2 separate regions of the Mus musculus genome follow, and region 2 is linked to region 1. Evidence: chromatin contacts called from public Hi-C data. All regions are on one chromosome and are shown on one strand. Each heading gives the region's core, a stretch centred on a gene start, on an enhancer-like site or on the middle of the called end of the contact. The rest is flanking DNA. Distances are from core to core; before and after follow the strand shown.

The links. Hi-C and Micro-C count contacts between places; a contact is called where the count stands out from the background.
Region 2: a contact with region 1 is called in a Hi-C map of the N1E-115 cell line, with 3 times the contacts expected there. The contact joins the promoter of Sgk1 here to the enhancer-like site in region 1. A contact is called at or near these places in 11 of 39 promoter capture datasets (the 3T3-L1 cell line, 3T3-L1-derived adipocytes, the C10 cell line and 5 more), 6 of 484 Hi-C or Micro-C datasets (the N1E-115 cell line, cerebellar granule neurons, cerebral cortex and 3 more), 2 of 115 datasets of contacts at active chromatin or transcription factors (embryonic midbrain and forebrain) and 3 of 9 other capture datasets (adipose tissue, embryonic stem cells and liver).

The regions. Positions count from the first base shown.
Region 1 is chr10:21,740,951-21,743,650 of GRCm38.p6, reverse strand. No RefSeq gene overlaps it. Among named protein-coding and RNA genes, the nearest start is that of Gm5420, 51 kb to the right of the region's middle. Within about 2 kb of position 1,285, at least 10 of the 459 cell types and tissues checked have an H3K27ac peak or open chromatin away from gene starts, as enhancers often do. A contact at or near this core is called in the N1E-115 cell line and adipose tissue, where this site is marked.
Region 2 is chr10:21,880,923-21,883,622 of GRCm38.p6, reverse strand. Sgk1 (serum/glucocorticoid regulated kinase 1) reads right to left here and starts at 1,439. Exons shown (of 14, transcript NM_001161845.2): 1 at 916-1,439. The coding sequence starts at 984. Gm46215 (a long non-coding RNA gene) reads left to right here and starts at 1,345. Exons shown (of 3, transcript XR_001779732.1): 1 at 1,345-1,430; 2 at 1,873-1,925.

The DNA of each region.
Region 1 (2,700 bases), core at 36-2,535:
AAGCTTGTGAGTGCCAGGAGCACAGGACTTGGTTTTGAAATCCGAATCACATATTTGAGACAGCTAGTGTTCCCAACTTGAGCCTCTTGGCAGCTGTGCTAGCTGAGAGTGCACATAGCATTGGCGGATGGGAGCAAACAAGTTTGGGGCTAGCAGCACTCTTCACAGCGGCCAGTCAAGTGGCTGCTTCCAAAGGGTACATGACAGGGCAGTGCCAAGAGAGAGAAGGCACAGGCTGAGAGGGAAGAACCTGGGCCTTTCAGGGAGGTTGCTGTGTTGAGTGGCTTTTCGTTTTTGTTTTTTTAATATACAGGAGTATTTTCACTGAAGTCTTTCAGGGACAGAATGCCAGCAGTAAAGATCAGGTCAACTGGGATACAGGCAAAGGCTTGACAAGCATCTCTGCCTACACCCCATCTCCCCTTGACCTCTCTGCCTTGTATAGCCACTGTCTTTTGAAAGAGACTATATTCACCTGGAAGGGCAACAATGATAGAAACACACAACCCAAGGAGAAACCCAGCTCACAGGACAACTGGGAACACCTCTGCTTTTGTTCTGTCTTTCAAGTTCAAGAAATTCCTAACAGGAAACTATGTTTTGGTTGGGGTTGCCATTCAGGCTTCGTCCAATAAGATCACAGCTTTCATTGGCCACTTAGGTATGAGTTCACAATCTGACAGTGCTTTGTGGCACACACTATTTCAAATAAATGCTTTTGTTCATACGTGTGTGAAGGGGTCAAGAATCAAAGAGTGAGAACAATTTGTGTGCTTTCCCATAGTATAGCTGACCTACCTTCCATGTGTGGACATTTTAAAAAGGCATGGTAGCCTAGTCTGAAATGTTAAGCATGTATTAGACTGGACACATTCTTTATAGTCATCTTTCCAGATCACATAAAGGAATACGCCTCTCGTAAAATTATTTCCCAAGCAACCATATCTGCTTTTAGGAGCTACAAAAGCCTTGCTTGGCTGTCCATGTTCACCATCCAACCTTGTGCTTGGGATGTCTGCGCTCCGCCAGCCAGTTCAAATCAGGAGCAAGATGCACTGGAACCGGGCTCTGTTCTGCCAAGCAGATAATCCCCTAATGTCCAGTCAGCAATTCCATCCTCACATCCACAGTCAGACTGACCTTCCGAGGCAGGAGGTGCTTGAAGTCTGTGCAAAACATAACCACCTCAGAGATTCAGGAGGTCCTGCCTCCGGTATCATCCCTGTCTCCATCACTGACTGTAGTCCCCAGCTTGCTTTTGCAGTGTCAGGCCCGCGTATCTGTGACGCTTCAAAGTGATGTTTCCTTCTTAAAACATTCAGAGTTAGGACAAAATTTGCATAATTCTATTAGAAGGCTTACACCTCAGCTTTGGGCAAAAATATTTGAGAAAATGCGATTTGCCGGGGACGAGCGGTCTTATCTTTTGGTCCAGAAGGTACTTCCCAGAACTAAGCTTGTTAACGTTAGGGCGGCTGGCTAAGTACCAGGGACTGAACACTGCTAGGTGCGAAGGGTTGATTTTATCCTCACTCCGTCTGCCGTGGGTTGAAGCCGAAGATCAGGAAGGATTTTCTGTTTCACCGTGTTGCAGATATGAAAACTGGAGTCGGGTACAGGGGTGGCTGCACAGCTGTGTCTCTGTAGGTTTTTACACAATGTATCGGTTCCTCTCAACCTAGGGCAGTTTATTTTGGTGTCATTACAGAACCCGAGGAGATTGTCCCTAGATGAAATGAATCTGAGGGCTTGTCATCATGTCTATTTTGATCAGATGCCCTGCCTATCTTTCACAGGCCGAAGGCCAGTCTGGCATATGTTTCTTAGATTCAGCTTCTGGGGGGGGGGTACTTAACGAACCAGACACCTTCGGCTGGGTAAATGTTACCAGACCGACTGTAATTAAAATGTCCTCCGTGGGTCACATGAGGCTCTGCTAATCGGTCGGCTGCTCCAGGAGCCAAGAACTTCATGTTCAGATGTTGGAATGCTGGGGGCAAGTGTGAGCCTCTCTGCCTCCCCAAAGAGCACACAGCCTCCAGTCCAGAGCCATCCTGAACCCCAGACTGGCACATGTCCCACCCAGAACCACCCTGACACATGACTTCATTTTTATTCCCTAGTGACCTGAAAGGCCTGAATAAATAAATAAAGGGACAATTTAATTTTTGAAATAACATAGATCTTCTAAGTATTGTAATAGCAGAAAGAGCTTTTCTTCCTACATGATTCAATGAGTATGAAAGTCTGCATGGACTTATTGCATGGTATATGTTTATGCTATTACATGGCATATGTTTATGTTAGTGCATGGTATATGTTTATGTTATTGCATGATATATGCTTATGGTATTACATGGTATATATTTATGGTATTACATGTAATATGTTTATATGTCTATTACTATAGAACTTTTCAGTGGGACTGTTGTCATGGTACCCAGTGGCATTTCCCACAAACAGTCTTTCCTGCCTATTTGTGTACAAAGTTCTTGTTTTTCAAAATATAATATTTATGTGGGCCCTACCTGTATTTCATATCTAACTTAAAGCCTTTTCCAGGTGGCTCTGTGATTTCTCTATCACTAGTGGGCTTACATTGCAGTCCCTTTATGTCTGACAAGTGACCTTTAAGATGCTTTCATCTGTCTTGACAGCAGACTCCAGATTAACCCTAACTAATTTAGACAATTTGCTAAA
Region 2 (2,700 bases), core at 190-2,689, 140 kb before region 1:
ATGTCAATGATCAGTCTTCCAACAACCACTCATTTCTGAGTCCCCACTCATGTATAAATTTGCAGAGCCACAGACCTCCAGTGTGGCCATTGCAATGAACTGAGTTTATCTGTGAAACAGAGAAAGGTCTATTCATTTACAGCCCTATGACATTACTAACATTATGAATGAAAGGAATTTAAACAAATGTATACAGCAAATGTACATAGCAGCAGAACCCTCCCCGCACGCCCCCCCCCCCAATCATAGTTTGGGCTATAAAACAGGCTATCCCTTATTCTTTTGGTAAGGGCACGTGTGCTAGGCAAAATTGAGGCAACTTGAAATAGAGGGTTTGAGATGTTGGGAGTCCATCATTTCTGTCAAAGGTCACTCTGGTCCTTTCCTGTTTACCCCAAAGATAGAGATAGTGGCAGAATGGATTTGAGGAGCCAAAGCTGCTTCTAACAATTGAAGACGAAAATGCAGCAGCCCTTGAGACGGAGGGAAGGTGTGGCAAAGTTGAACCCTTCAAAGATAAGAGCGAGAGAGCTACTTAATTAGCCCAGACTAAATTGCTTCTTATTAACTGCACTCGGGCCAGCTGTCTTTGAAACTGCCTTGTAATCCTGGGCATGGCTTTGATTGAGAAATCTCAGTTCCCATCTTAAACCCATTTGAAGGCATCTCGGCCCAACCCCCTTCTTCCAATGCAACTCCTCTGAGCCCCCCCTTTCCATCAACATCTCCCCTACCCACCCCCCAACAAATATGAATCTCAGCAGGGCCAGCGCTCACCTTGACCACTGACACCAGAAGCTCTGCTTTCACGAAGGGCTCAGTAACAAAACCCGAGGCTTACCCTAGGCAAGCCTCCAAAAGCATTTGAGAGAAGCAGCGTAGAAAACAAAAGCAACAACCACAACCTGGGCTTACCCGTTTCTTAAAAAATTGGAACGCTGAGCATTTCTTGACCGGGAATCCATTCATGTCTTTGTTTACCATCTTCCACAGAAGGGACTTCACAGTTATAGATCCAGGGTGGCACCGGCTTGGTTTACTGCATCTGTATCCCGATCCGCCTTCCTGGAGACGGTGAATGAAGACCGAACGGGATGGAGAGGCTAACGGGGCTCAGTTTTTCACTCGCTCATCCTGCTGCGGCAGCGACTGCAGTAACTCGCCCCACTTTCAGAGGCCACTGGCAATGGCTTTTCTCTTTCCATCATTGCTTTGAAACGTAAGCATCACCACAACAGGACCCCGGGGCCGGATGGCGGGATACAGCAAATCTATCCAGAGATGCTCTGGCGGGCGCTCAGGCGAGAGCAGGGTACCGTCCCCGCCCCCAGCTACCGAGCTGCTCCCGGGCTGAGCGGGGAGCGAGCGACTCGCTCTGCTCCAGGTGATGCGCTGCTGGAGGCTGCTGGAGGAGAGCTGTTTTTGATTGTGTAGGTTCCAGTGGGAGCTGTAGTTAAGCAGCTGGGGGAAGGAGTAAGAAAGAGCTGAAGCCGGAGGGAGGGAAGGAGGAAGGGAGAGAGCCTCCTCAGAAAGGTAAATGGAAAGAGAAAGCAAGGCAGGAAGGAGCAAGGATGCATGCATGCATATGTGAGTAAGATCAGAGGATGGTCAGGAGACACAGAAAACACAGAACAACGGATTCCCTTGGGAGGGTTCTTTGAATTGGTTTTTCTTTGCAACAATGTGGTAACCAGAGTAAAATGCAGACCCAATAATGTAATTCTCAATGAAGTTCTTCAGATTCCGGTTCTGATACCAAGCCCCGGAGGCAGGGGGTGGGGGGCATCAAACGTGTTCCTGCCCTATGAAACCTTGAAAAATAAAATAATGTGCCTACACATGTGTAGCAGTGAATGGTCTCTTACTCTGTAGGGTCCTCGGATGCCCTTCCTTCCGCTGTGACATTAGAAGGAACAACTGGGGAGGTAAGCCCACCCTTTTCAACAGAGAAGCCGGCAGTAAGAGAAAATCAATGAACAGAAACAAAGTGTGCAAAACCAATAGGCAGAACCTTGCCCAGACCTTCACCAAAAATTCGTGCTGAATCCATTCAATGCTAAGGGAGTCACAGGAAGCAAGGACGAGTCTTTTTACATGCCCCAACTTATCCTGAACCTCTGCAAAGTGAATTCATTTAACAAAAACATTTAATTATGCGTAGCTCGTTTCCACTTGTGCTCTTTGATGCTGATATTTTATGAGTTTTGTTTTGTTTTTTAAATAGGATTTATAGCAAAAAGGTTTGGGGTCCCTGTTAGCATGTGGTTTTGATCAGCTACTTCACCTCCGGCTGTACTTTGGTCTATGAGATAGACATACACGATCACTCACTCACTCACTCATTCATTCACTCATTCATTAATTCAGCCACTCAATCACTTGTTTGACATCTCATTCTATTCAAATATAGCATTCAAATCCAAAACCAGTAAGCGTTCACTGGTAGGAAATACACTAGAACTATCCTTAAAAATAATTGTTGATTGAGTGCTTGCATGAAACCATGAGTTTAATCCTCAGGACCACAAAACAAGCAAACAAACAAAAGAAAAAACAAAACAGCGACAGACACTGTGGCAACATGGGATTAGAACCCCTGCAGTTGGGAGGTTAAAGGTAGGAGGATCAGAAATGCAAGCTTATCCTCAGAGTTTGAGGCCAGACTAGAATTCATGGGATCCTAGCCAGAAACAACACCCA